Linked DNA regions of Mus musculus: region 2 is linked to region 1. The links are chromatin contacts, called in public Micro-C maps. All regions are on one chromosome and are shown on one strand. The core of a region is the stretch at or near the end of the contact, and the rest is flanking DNA. Distances in the headings are between cores, read along the strand shown.

What was found. A called contact is a pair of places that touch in the nucleus more often than the background predicts.
Region 2: a contact with region 1 is called in a Micro-C map of embryonic stem cells, with 2.0 times the contacts expected there. The contact joins the promoter of Osmr here to the enhancer-like site in region 1. A contact is called at or near these places in 4 of 39 promoter capture datasets (embryonic stem cells, maxillary cranial neural crest, pre-B cells and 1 more), 1 of 15 datasets of contacts at CTCF or cohesin (the NIH/3T3 cell line), 1 of 484 Hi-C or Micro-C datasets (embryonic stem cells) and 1 of 9 other capture datasets (embryonic stem cells).

The regions. Positions count from the first base shown.
Region 1 is chr15:6,743,849-6,751,172 of GRCm38.p6, forward strand. Rictor (RPTOR independent companion of MTOR, complex 2) reads left to right here. Exons shown (of 38, transcript NM_030168.3): 4 at 480-544; 5 at 1,601-1,732; 6 at 6,810-6,873. Among named protein-coding and RNA genes, the nearest start is that of Rictor, 39 kb to the left of the region's middle. Within about 2 kb of position 2,548, at least 15 of the 459 cell types and tissues checked have an H3K27ac peak or open chromatin away from gene starts, as enhancers often do. A contact at or near this core is called in embryonic stem cells and stem cell-derived epiblast-like cells, where this site is marked.
Region 2 is chr15:6,872,265-6,879,271 of GRCm38.p6, forward strand. Osmr (oncostatin M receptor) reads right to left here and starts at 2,049. Exons shown (of 18, transcript NM_011019.3): 1 at 1,937-2,049.

The sequences.
Region 1 (7,324 bases), core at 1,298-3,797:
TGTGAATATCAGCTATTATTAACTGTGTGTGGGTTGAAAAAATAAACAGTTAACAGCAGTGCTATCTTAAGCATCCTGAATAACACTGGGAGGACGGAGGGAGAGTGAAGATAAGAGTAAGCAGGGTCAGGGATAGACGGGCTGTCTGTAGACCATCTGCAGTGCTTGTAAAAGCAGGGACCGTGGGAGTGGTGGCTAGACAGCAACACTAAGACGCAAGACGGTGGGACAGAAACTCAGCAGAAGACAAAAGACAGGCAGTTCAAAAAGTCGAGGGAAGAGGTCAGTCTAAAGTTGTGGTTAAGTAAAACTTTAGATGATAGAAATAATGCAGTGTATTTTTATTACACGATTACAGATTTTTTTTTTTTTAGAAATTCATTAAAGAAAAAGGTTCCATTTTTCAGCCCAAAATTGTGCATAGACAAGCATATAAATCTAAACTCATATGTAAGGTATTTCTGTGTTTCTTCTAACAGCTTCTTTGCGATATTGGCCATAGTGAAGAAAAACTGGGCTTTAATTATGAAGACATCATAATTTGGTAAGTGTAGTTCAGTTTTTTCTCCCATCCCTTATTTTAGTAATTTCTATTATAACAATTTAAGTCCGAGCTAGGGTGCCTGCAGCACATGCCTGGTTCTGTAGACACAGTGTTTGGCTGAAAGGAGCAGTCAGTAACTTGGCTGTGTGAGCATTAGCTCAGATTTTGTACTGCTGGGTACAAAGAACTAAACCTAAATATCCAGAATTACACGAACTTCTCCAAAAATTGTAATTAAATATTAAATTTGCAGACTGAATGTCTCATTCTTTCCAGGAAACGTTAGAACAACAACAACAACAACAAAAAAAAAACCCTAGATTTTCCCTAAGAAAGAATGTATCTATTACAAACTTGTTGTAGGCTAATAGGTAATTGATCAAGCAGTTTCAGTGCCACTTTTGGATGTTCTTGGGAGTAAACATTAATATAGTAGTATGTGTTTACTAACTACTGTTAACTATCTTGTTATTGAATTAAACTAATTATCCTTTGAGACATGTGGAAGCATACATGCAAATAAAGGATACATTGTAGAAACATCTAAAGATACAGTTTGAAAAGACTATAGGATTTCTTCTTCCATTTACACAATCTGCCAGAAGATGAGTAAAACTCCCAATTGGCTGGATTAGTGTGACTATTCAGAGGAAGCACAGAATAAAGACATCACCAAATACAATTCTTTACTTTGTAGTATTTTTTGTTTGGTTGACTTTTCTTAAATAGAATTAATTGTATATAACAAAAAGTTTGGGATACCTTAGCCATGAAAGAACTTGATATGGGAGTAAATCCTAAAGTATGAAAAATCTGAAATGCTCCAAAATCCGAGACTTTGTTAGAGCCATCTCAAGCATTCACAAGGTTGGGGGGTCTAGATTTTCAAGTAAGAGATACTCAGTTTGAAATAGTCTTGAAAGTAGTTTCAGTCTAAAAATACAAGAAATCAGAACTACTTCTCGTCCCAAGCATTTCACATGGGGGCAAAGTAACCTCTGCTGAACTGTGGTGTCTTTGAAGCCTGTGTAACAGAACGTTTTTGTTTTCCTACAGTTTGCGCTTAGCTTTATTAAATGAGGCAAAAGAAGTAAGAGCAGCCGGGTTGCGAGCGCTGCGCTATCTCATCCAAGATTCCAGTATTCTCCAGAAGGTGCTAAAACTGAAAGTGGACTATTTAATAGCTAGGTAATGTTCTGAGACGTGCCTGTCTTTCTTATGCCTTTAAAGTTTTGTGTTTAGCATCCAGCCAAACCTGTACAGATTTTTGGTGTAAAGCTTAATTTTGCAAAGGTGCATGATCAAGTAAGACCAAGACTAATGGTGTTTTTAGCAAAGGAGGGACTCCCTTTATACTTTCAAGCAATTGTAAATAGTTTTCTCCTTAGAGATTTGTTTTCCTGTCTTTGCATTTCACATTACATGTTAATTAATGTGTATAATCGACATATGTAAGTATACATTTATTGTTTTCTCATCATCTGTAAGGTTCTTCCACATTGATCATATCTGTTTTTAAATTTTATTTTTGCTATGAAGTATTTGGTCTTATGCTTAGGACATGCTTGAATCTGTTCATTCAGGATAGTTTTCAGTGTTGAGCTATTTTGAATGAATCTGCCCTGCAATCTTGTGTAAGTCTGTGAGGTGCTCACTTCTTAGAAGCAGGCATAGAGAAGGAGATGTTGGAACCTGATGCATGTGTGCTTAGCTATGTGATTGTGGTCGGCATCCCTCTCTCTTTGTAAAATGTATTTTTATTCTTTAATCCCTTTTTACAGTCTGGACTTCATCCCCCATCCACTCCCTATCCCATACCTTCCTCACCCCAGTGTCCAAAAGGATGTCCCCACCCCCATCCCACCCCCACCCCACCAGGCCTCCTCTCTCCCTGGGGCCTCAAGGGTTAGATGCATCTTCTCTCACTGAGGCCTGACCAGGCAGTCCTCTGCTGACTATGTGTTGGGGCCGCAGGTTTTTTCTTAAGACACGGCACTGATCATTTAGATGCCGTGACTGTTTGGTGAGCTTTAGTCACACTTACTGGGTTTGGGACTTCTGTTGTTTGTTGCGGTAAATCTCCTCCCAAATAGGCCCGGCAATGAAAACACAACACAGTTACTATGATTACATGCTGTGTGCCTAGATTGGGCAGATCTACCGCTACACTACCATCTTCCACAGCTTGTGAGACCCCCTTAGAACTTGCAGTTTCTTCAGGCCATGTGCTTCTCCTCCGGCTCTTCTTCTTCCTCCTCTGCGTCCTCTCTCTCATTTTCTCCTTCCTCTCTCTCCCACCTTCCACTCCACCTTCCCTTTTATCTGCCTAATCATCAGCTCTCCTTTATTTTACAAATTAAGGTGGGAAGCAGGTTTACAGGAAATTACCTGAGTGCTGACTCATTCCTTGTTCACAACCCCTCACAAGAGAATGGAATTAACATCAAATACAGTTAGCCCCAGGGCTATCCACAACAGTTGTTTGTTGTGGGTTAATTTATTTATTCCTGTTGTTGTATTACTTTGTTTTGACAGGGTTTCTGCTACAAATTCCAGGCTGGCTTCAGGCTTACTGATTCTCCTGTCTCACCCTCTTTAGACATTGTAGTGGAGGCAGTGCCATTATTTTTTCTTCTGATTTTTAGCTACTAATATATAGATAATAGGACGTACTGTCTTCTTTTACAGCAGCCTTGGTAAATCCCTATAGTTTCCCCAGTCTATGGAGTCCGTGGGCCTCCCATGCTTGTGAACTCCTGAGGACTCACCTCCAGGACCCTTAGCCTTAGTCTTGCTTCAGTCCTCTGCTTCTCGAGAACTGCACTGCATCCGGACGTCCCTCGTTCGCGTGGAAGGTGCCAAGTACTCCACTGGCTTGACTTTGCGTAGCTGTTAGTAAACTATGGCCCTCACTTGTATTTTTGAAGTCAATTCATTCATTCATGATGGCTTCTCATTTCTAAATAGACTGAACACATTGGTATTTAGTTTTTAGTTCTGCTAATACATACTTCTGCTTTGGGTACTATGTAAAGATACTATGTAAAACTTGTGACTTGTGTTAGTATTTCCCCTAGGTGGTTACAACTAGACCATGAACCTTACAGGGGTGGGTTTTGTTTGTTTTAATTGTGGCTTACTTTGCTTGGTTGATACAGCACTGTTGAGTTTTCTGTGTTGGTGTGTGTCTGTTTGGGACTCACTAAGGCTTGACTTTGGTGTCTTGGAGAGGTCTGTCTGGGTGCTGCTTCCTTCTGTCCTTGTCTGGTCCTGTAGCATCCGTCAGACACTCTCCTGCTGCACAGCTCCCGTCACATAAATAAATTCAAGCTTCTCACCTTACGACATGGGCGTTTTTTGTCTCATTTGTTCTTTGCATTTTCTTTTCTTGTGGTTTTGTTACAGCTTGTGTTTTCAAGACAAGGTCTCAAGTAGCTCAGGCTGGACCTGATTCCTGGACTCCTGCTGTGTTGGAGTCCTCCATTCCTGCTATGGCAGAGGAGTGGACTGTGCCTTCTGCACTGTTGTGCTGGGTGGGTTGTGCCGACCTAACCCTCACCTGCTTCTTAACTCCACAAGTGTTACTGAGCCCATTCAGTGTTTACAGGCGACATTTGCCTGCCCGTGTTTGCACCTCATGCTTCCTTGGAGTGCTATTTATTTGGCAGATCTTGTACTGTTTATTGTAGCACAGGCCTATAAAAGGTGAATTTTTCATCTTTTACTTGTTCATGAACATCTCTATTTTAATCTGCTGTCTTAAGGTTAATTTGATACTAGTAATTTTTCTTTTTTTAAAAGAGATATTTATTAACTATGTATATGAGTATTTTGTCTGCATGTATATATATGCACCGTGTACCTGCCTGGTGCCTGAATTGGTCAGAAAAAATCAGATCTTCTGGAACTAGAGTTACTAATGGCTGTGAACCACTGTGTGGGTGCTAGGAATTGAACCTGGGCCCTCTACAAGATAGCAACAGCTCTTAACCATGAGGCCATCTCCAGCCCCATCGGCTAGCTATTGTCAGTGAGTGTATGTCTGTCCGTGTCTTCTACCTGTTCCTTACTCTCAGTCAGTGCCCTCTACAGGGTTTTATATGCTGCATCTTACCCTCCCATGGCGCTCAGGTCACTGTGCTGGGTCATCTTACAGCACCCATGTATCTGAACCCACCCTTACTGGGTTTTTAACCTTCCTTTGTTTGTTTGTTCTGTTGTCGTCATAGTTCAAGGCTTATTACTCCTTACCTAACTTTATTCCAGACTGCCCTGCCAGTAAGTCCTCCTCTTTAATGTTTGCTTCAGTTATTGCCTTATGAATTATCTTTTTAAAAATTTGTTTCTGCTTTTATTTTTCCATCTCTATTTTCACAGACATACCAAATCAGTTATTTTTGAAGTTCTGATATGTAAATCATCTGTATTTTTTTCTGTTGTCATTTTTTTTTTTTTTAATTTGGAGTTCTTGAGACTTTTGGGTATTTGTTTTAAAACATGGCTTATAACAACTAAACTAGGCAAACATTCATGTTTAAGATTTCTGGCACTGGATAATGTTATCATTTTCCTTTGAGGAGAGTTTTATTTAAGAGTCTTGCCTTACTGCACTAGTTTAGATGTTTGTTTGTTTGTTTTTTAGATTTATTTATTTATATTAATATATACTATATAGTATATAGTATATAGTACACTGTTGCTGTCTTCAGACACACCAGAAGAGGGCATCAGATCTCATTATAGATGGTTGTGAGCCACCATGTGGTTGCTGGGAATTGAACTCATGACAGAGCAGCCAGTGCTCTTAACCATTGAGCCATCTCTCCAGCTCACTAGTTTAGGTTTTGCTAATGTTCAAAGTAGCAGCGATTCGGAGTCTAAAGCTAGAACTGCGATCATTTAACAGAGCCTCCTCCTTGGCCAGCCCCAGCTGGAGAATCTTTCTTAGTTAATTATTTCCTGCATCTCTGCTCTGTTCTTGTGCTTCTCAGAGTAGGCTTTTACTGGGCCCATTAGAGCCTAATCCTGCCTTTGCACAGCATAGAGCCTGTCCAGTGCTTTGGTGAGAGCATTGATACAGATGTCTAAGCTCATAATCCTGTCCTTCCCTCCTTTGGCCACTTACCTGCCTTCAAGTACATCTCTGTCAGCCCTGCAGGGCTCCTGCTGCCCCACAGCTAGGGCTGACCATGTTCCCAGTGGAGATGGCGTGATGGACAATGAGGCTCCTCAGCTTTGTCTTTTCAGGGTTGAGTAGAAGTTGTCTGCAGGAAGCTTGTCAGCCTTTAGAGTTGGTTTTGGCGGAGGATTAGGTATGATCCAAGCTTTCTGGTTGTAAAATGTAAATCTTCATCCACATGATTTTGTGTGTGTGTGTGTGAGAGAGAGAGAGAGAGAGACAGAGACAGAGAGACAGAGACAGACTCTGTAGAGAGTTAGTTGCTGGACTTGAACCTCGAGCGAACACTCTAGCTCTTCCCTGTTTATTTTTAAATTCCATTTAGATAAACCAGAAATGCTTTGAATAGTAACTTACCTAATTATAAAATATTGGTTAAAATAGGAACTGCCTAACATAGTTAAGTAATTTTGTTATGACATAAAACAAAATTTATTATATTTTATCTTATTTTATTAAATGTTATCTAAGTGATACTTGATCAAATATTATTGAAGAGAATTCTGAATTTAAGTTATTTAGTAAAATAGTGTTGTTGTTGTTGTTGTTGTTTGAGACAGAACCTCACTACTGTGTAGCCCTGGCTGTTCTGGAACACCCTGTAGGCCAGGCTGGTCTCAAACTCAGAGCTCCACCTGTCTCTGTTTCCAAGGGCTGGGATTAAAGGTGTGTACCATGCCTGGTTAAAATAGGATATTACATTGAATAAGACAGTCATGATGGATACAATTTAATCTGTGATTAAAATCACAAGCTAAGACAATGGAAATGGTTCCTTTAGAGTATACATACACTGCTGTGACTCACCAGGTCAGGGAACTCTTCCCACGAATCTGATGCTTAGCTTCATTTGTATGTTGTGATTCTTTCTTGATAGGTGTAGCACCTTTTTCCCCCTTGAGATTTTATCTCATATTTCTGGCAATATGTATCACTAGAGTACATTAAACATTTGCTGTTACTGTAAAAGCATGTATTACAGTTTTAATACACTGTACTGGACTATGAAGGTAAATGTGGTCTAATATCCTGTAAGGTGTTGTTGCACAGGATTTCCCAATGACTGATGCATTATTTGTTATTTAGGTGCATTGACATTCAGCAGAGCAACGAGGTGGAGAGGACACAAGCCCTTCGCTTAGTCAGAAAGGTACGCTCCATGTGTGAGGGCAGAAGGGCGATGAGTACGTTGAGTGTCATGCTGCTAAAGAATGACTTTTCATTAAACACTTTAATTTTGTTAAGAAATTTTATGAAGTACATAGAGCTGTTACACATGTGAAGCGTGACTATTTGTGTAATTAGTATATGTGATTGGGATAGCTAGAATATTCTCAGGAAATGATCGTGCTGAGGGGGATTTCTGTCTGCAGTGGACATGTAAATGTAGTTACAGCGTAATTATTAGACAATGGATTCTTTGCCCACAACTATCTTCATCTGTCTCTAATGTGTGGCCGTTCCTTAGCTAACAGTATGAAATGGATGTCACAAACAGGAGCTCATCACTTTCAAGATGAGTTTGGCCACAACCCATGGGCACTTGTGACAAACAATTGGGCTGACATCCTTACAGTATAAAATGCTACAGTTTAAGCCCA
Region 2 (7,007 bases), core at 799-3,298, 130 kb after region 1:
ATGTAGGTGTGGTTGAAAAAGACCAAGGATGATTCTCAAACACAGGTCAACTGGGGAACTCCTGTGACTCATCCCAGGCAAAACAGAGCAGTACAGAGACCTCAGCCCCACTCCGGAAAAAAACCTAGTATTGGAAGAATAGCAGAGAGGCTATGAGACAAGGAAGTGAAGTCTCCAGTCTGTCATCTAACTATTTGCCATAAAGTCGCTTAAAATGAAGCACACAGTTCCTGGTCAAAAGTTATAGGAAACTGTATTGTTGTGTAAACAAGAAAACTGAAACTAAGATGTAAAAGGTAACCTGAACCCGTTCCAAGTCTGTTTACATCAGGGTTAGGACCTATTGGGGATATCGCTGCCCCTCCAGACCTGCCCCCTCACACACACACACACACACACACACACACACACACACACAGACACACAAACAGACAGACAGACACACACACAGACAGACAGACACACACACAGAGACACACAGACAGACACACAGACAGACACAGACACACACACACACACACACACACAGACACAGACACACACACAGACACACACACACAGACACACACACACACAGACACACAGAGAGAGACACAGACACAGACACACACACACACACACAGAGACACACACACAGACAGACAGACACACACACACACAGACAGACACACACACACAAACACAGACAGACACACAGACACACACACACAGACAGACACACACACACACACACACACAGAGACACACACACACAGACACACACACACACACACAGAGAGACACAGACACACACACACACACACACAGAGACACACACACACAGACACACACACACACACACAGAGAGACACAGACACACACACACACACACACACAGAGACACACACACAGAGACACACACACAGAGACACACACACAGAGAGACACAGACACACACACACAGACACACAGACACACAGACACACAGACACACAGACACACAGACACACAGACACACACACACACACACACACACACACACACGGTCTCCCCCGACATCCACCACCACCACCACCTCTCAAAAGCAGAATGCCTTTGGTCTGCACCTAGCTTCCACTTTCAATTCTGTCTGCTTTGCTTACATCCATCCTCACGTCCACGAGTCCTGAGCTGAAAAACAGCTTGATCGCAAAGCGCTTTCACCATGTCCTGCAGGCAGGTAGCATCTGTCCGTCTGAAAGTAATCCCTATATCTGTGCCCTTGGTCACTCACAAGGCAGGCAGGGAAGATGAAGAGTGTGTGAACAAGCGGCCCGTCAAGAACTGTTACAGGGAACCTGTATTCACGCTCCCGTTTCAGCATCTCACTGGTGCCTACTCTCAGAGACACTGACCCCTATGCGCATCCTTGCCTGTTAGTGGTGACACTTCCGTTCAAGCAGCTCGAGAGGTGGTACCTGCTCTCCCCACCCGCATAGAAGCTCTGCCCCCAAGGCTGTGGGGTGCTCTTCTCTGAGTGGAGAGGGAAGCACCTAGTCCCGGAGAAATGACAGGGACGGGTGGGAGTTAAGGACTGGAAAGCAAGAGGCTGGGGGAAACCATCAACTCCCACTCCCACGGGGTATTGTGAGAGAAACCAAATTGGCCCAAATGGGAGTTCTAACTCAGCAAGTGTTTCCCCAGCTGCTTGAGTGAGAGGCCAGGGGACGGTGAACCTCAAAGCAGGCCTGGACTGGTGTCCCAGCGACGTGCACGCTGAGAGTATCTAGTCTTTTAGAGTTGCCCACCAATTAGGTGGCACTTTTCTGGCACAACCTCTTGCGGCTCCTGAGAGTGCAGTCTCGGGAGGCAAAAACTAACGCAGGACAGGGCAGAGGCGCGGGGCAGCAAAGCTCTCGGCTCGCCCGTCGGAAAGTGGATGGAGGCGGCAGCGCGGGCACACGGGTCCCGTACTCACCCGCCTGGCGACCTGCTCCGGAGCCTTGCCGGTCCTCGGCCTCACAGGGGAACGGGCGCGGACGTCTGTCCAGGCGTGTGGAGGCGGCCCCGCGCCCCAGCTATGAATCAACTACGGGGCAAGTGTCCAGGGGCGGGAGTTACGGGAAAGCGCCGGGGGAGGGCCGAGGGGCCAAGTACTGTTGCAATTTCCCGTCTCGCTGAGCACTTTTGGCACTCCTGGGACCCACAGGAATTTGCTCCTGGTCCCAAGGGGATGTAGGGGGGAACGATCGGGACCCTGCGACGGGCGCGGTTCCCGGGACCGGGCGGGCAGCACCGGTGAGAAGGGAAGTGGGAGAGGCCTGGGAGGAAAAGCTGGTCCTTGAGCATCGTTGTTCCTGGAGGGAGAGGGGACGAGCTGCGACCCAGTGCCCCGTGCCAGGTGTCCTGCACAGAGCCAATTGTGTTGCTTGGGAGATCCAACCCCAGCGCTCCGTCTGAAAATTACCTGAAATGTCAAACTGTTGGATCAAACTTGTGATCGAGTTGACTTTCGGCGTTCAGAGCAAGACAGACGTGTTAGAACAGAGATCTATGAACTGTGCTTCCTCTACAGGACCTGGAAACGCCCTGTGTGGCCACGCCTCCTTCAGCTACAGACCTGAATTCTTTGTCCACGAAGATCCAAGTTCCTTTCTCTCCTTAGAACGCCATCAGATCTTTACTAACCGGGCACTTGAAAGACATTTTTGACCTCTCTTTATGGCTGCATGGTAAAATGTCCACAGCCACGTCGTCTTTGGGAACTGGCACAAAACTATCGCCACAGGAGGTGTGGCAACAAGTTCCCACCAGTCGCCAGGCCAAGAAGCCTGGAGAACCGCCCACTTGCACACTATACCTTGCTCCAAGCTATAGTTCAGTTCACATTTGGAAACTACCTACAAGTCACAAATGGAAGGAGACTGAGGGAAATGGCTATAGATCAGAACTTGCGGATCCACAAATCAGTCTTAGAATAAGTAACTGGGGTATTGGGACACCTCAAAACAATGTCAGAAATATTAGTTACAACGCCTTACTTTCGTGTCTGTGTATGCTTTTTCTTCCTCCCTAATGACAATTCAGGGAAGGATCTTTTATTATTATTATTATTATTATTATTATTATTATTATTATTAAAGATAGTACTCCTCTAAATACCTAATACCTAATGGTGCCTGAAAGACTGGAGCACACAGCAAATATTTGAAGAGAATTAGAAAAAGGCACATCGTGTCTAGTAAATAATGTGTGCTCCTTTGCCATAGCCATTATTACTTATTTTAAATGAGCCCATTAGTGTGGCCGTGCGAACAGCCGCGGGAGCAGTGTGGAGCCAAGTTCTCACCCATTAAAAAGGCTTTTTGATTCTATTTATCTGTGAAAATGGTGTGCGGGTGTGTCAGTTGAGCAAGGTGTTTCCTGCATCGGGTTAATACGGCCTTTGGTTTCCATGCATGTATGCAGAGCGAATTCTCTTGGTTTCCGTGCATGTATATAGAATGTATTCTCCCGCGGATCTCCCCCGCTTTCTCTGTCCACCAGTGTCCCCCAAGCCAGTTCTAATTCCACTTCAGTGTCATACCTGATTGCATAACCTTATGTATCTATATGAAATCTAGGAACCGCAAATAAGGGGAAAAAAACCTGGTGATATTTTTCTCCCTGATATTGGCTTAATTTGCTTAGTGATATTATCTTCATTTCATTCATTGTCCTATAAGTAATATGATTTTTTTCTATGTGTCAGGAAAAAAGTTTGACTGTTGAGCGTCTGTGTTGGCTCTCTAGCTCAGCCACCATGAACAGTGCTGGAATAAACATGGATGTACAAGAACTTCTCTGGTTGAGTTCTTTGGATGAATATCCACTTAATTTAGACTCCTATTAATAGTATTGTTGGAAAAGACTATGTCAAAATGTAGTAGCGGGGCATGCTTTTATTTTTTTTTCTTTTATGGGATATTTTCTTTATTTATATTTCAAATGTCATTCCCCTGCAGGGCATGCTTTTAATCCCAATACTTGAGAGACAGACAGATCTCTGTAGGCTCCAGGTCAGCCTGGTCTACATGATAGCTTGTCCAAAAAAAAAAAAAGTAGTGACTTCATTTAGTTCATTAATTCATTTACTTTTGTCCCATTCTAACTTCTTATATGTGTTCCTTTATTCAACATCCGAGTGGCTGTGGACACATGAGTGCAATCCTCCCCAATTCTCACCAAAGGCCAGCATGGGAGGGACCATAATTGGAAACAGTGGTCTCTCGGGGTTAATTGAATGAAGAAGAGGTCCCCGTGGGCTAACACAGGGATGGCCGTGTTTATAAGGAGATGTGCATCTGGGCATGAACCGCCAGGATGAATGAACACTGTACGCCTGTGAAGACAGACTCTGAACCTATTTTATCTCACACAGGGCAAGGACTGCTGACACCCAGCAGAAGCTGGGAGAGAGGCAGGTAAGAGTTTGTCCTGTGAGCCGCTGAGAAGGAGCTTACGCCAATAACTGCTTGGCCTCACTCTCCTGGCCTCCAGAGATGTGGGAGGACAGGCTTCTGAGGTTAAATGCTGTCACATTTGTGCTGCTGGGTCAGCCTAGGATACTCTCTCACAGGTTGCATGCCAAAGGTTAGTTTTTAAAAGTGGCCGGAAAATAACCCGGACAAAAAGATGAAAACTGCCAGTGGCTTATTAAGCTGAAGGTTGAAATCTCCATCCTTGCTTGGTGCTGATATAACTGTACGGCAGGAACACAGATGTTATCCTTCTCTCAGACCCCATCCTTGGCTCTCTGGCTGCCTTCTGATTTCTATAAGGAAGCCCTCCCTGCTTTTCCAGTGTCATTGTCCATTGTCTCTTCGAGACAGAGTTTCACCTGTGTAGCCCTGACTGTACTGGAACTCACTTGGTAGATGAGGTTGGCCTTGAACTCAGAGACCCACCTGCCTCTGCTGAGGCTAAAGGCATGCATGCCATCATACCCAATTCTCATTGCTCTGTTACCTTGTGGGGTTGCTCATTCTCACTTGTCCACAAGAACTTGATGGGTCACAGGATCCTTCCCATGACTGACATTTGCCTCTTCCTTCCCAGTTTCCTAAATGACCATGATCCTTTATGACATCAGTGGTCACTTATGTGCAGATGACCTCACACACACACACACACACACACACACACACACATTTCACACAAATAATATGGAGCCAGGGTCACCTCTGAGGAGCCAGTGATGACTTGGAGTGTGAGTAATTGTGCGGAGATGTGGTTCAAGATTCTCCCTGGGGTTGGAGAGATGGCTCAGTGGTTTGGAAGAGCACTGACTGCTCTTCCAAAGGTCCTGAGTTCAAATCCCAGTAACCACATGGTGGCTCACAACCATCCGTAATGAGATCTGATGCCCTCTTCTGGTGTGTCTGAAGTCAGCTACAGTGTACCTATAATAAATAAATAAATAAATCATTTAAAAACAAAAGATTCGCCCTGGTCTTGTCATTATGGGGGTGTGTTGATCATCTCTGGGGTGTCCATTGCATACATCCGCATGTGAACCAACGGGGGCAAGGGAAAATGAGTTGCTTGAATTCGGTAGTAATGGCATTTAATGGAAATCATAGACTTGCCTCTGGAGTCAATCGCTACTATGTGTCCAGGGGCCTTGAAGAACATGGACTAACATAGCCTTTTCCTGGTTGATGAAAAGAAAATTACTCAGCTATGGTCATCTTTTCCCGCTAGAAGTCTCCATAGCATTTATTTACTATGCTCATGTTATGAAATGCTTAATAAAAATTTTAAAAAGCAAGAAAATGTGTCTAATTTTTCCCTGATGACCTGGAATATTTTCTTCACGTATTTAGATGTCATTCGCTTGTCACTGGTGCACTGAAGGTTTAAAGAGTATTGCTCTTATTCATCCTGACTAACATTCACAGATCTTCTTAAGTTTATAAATGTATGGATTCTTTTAAAATGAAACTCAAGGAATTTTCAGTCAGTGTATCTTCAGATGTACCTTGGGCCCCCTTGTCTTTCTTGTCTCATTCTGAGACTCCAATTATATATTTAGTAGGCTCCTTGATATAGATTCAAGTGACCATAAAGTCCCCCCCGTCCCACCCTTTCTCTGGGCTCTTCAACTTGCATAGTTTCCATTGAGTTGTCATTAAGTCTACTCATGTCTTTAGAACTTCATAACATTTTTAATGACCACGCCCGACACGAATTTGGGCTAGCCTCGGGCAAAGGCTCTGAATGTGAGAAATTCATTCTGCTCTTTCCTTTGGTCAAACATAGCCCTCCTGTTCACAGTCGGCTGCCAGCTCCTCACACTTGGTGCCTTTAAAAAGTGTCCTTATTTTACCTAAAAACAATCCTTTGTGCTCTATGTTAGGTCAATTTAACAGAGCTGTTGGGCTGTGACTAGAGGTGTGTGTCTTCACATTTGTAACTTCTAACTCCTTCCTCTCCTAGGAACAGTTTGGTTTTTTTTGTTTGTTTGTTTGTTTTTGTTTTGTTTTGTTTTTAAAACTTATGTCAGTCAGTTTCCTGTAACTGAAACAAAAATCTGAAATGGCCAACTTATAAAGAGAAGTAATTTGAATGTTTTAACCTAGTGTCAGTGGATTCAATTGATGCCAAAGCCACAGTCATGGTGGGACGGTGACTAAGCACAACCTCTCTCACCTTTGGGAAGCCAGAGAGATTGGGGAGGACTCTCATTCTCCCTCCACTTCCCCTCCAAGTCATGATCCCGGGGAACAAATGGCCTCCGTAAGGCACCACCTTCTTCTTGATGAAAAGAAAGAAAGAAATGGAATTCTCCCTCTGAACCAGGGCAGAGAAAGGACATTCTGAAATCTCTCAACATGACATACTTTTATCCCCCTCTCTTAAGAGTTGATACAGCTGGGGCTGCCGGTCACTTGACCATGAGAGCGCTCATTTCCCTGAAGGCATGCTAAGGAGATGAGAGGAGTAATTATCCCCTTAATTAGAAAATGTGCTTTCACCCCCTTCAGCCGGATTCAATGACGCGGCTTACA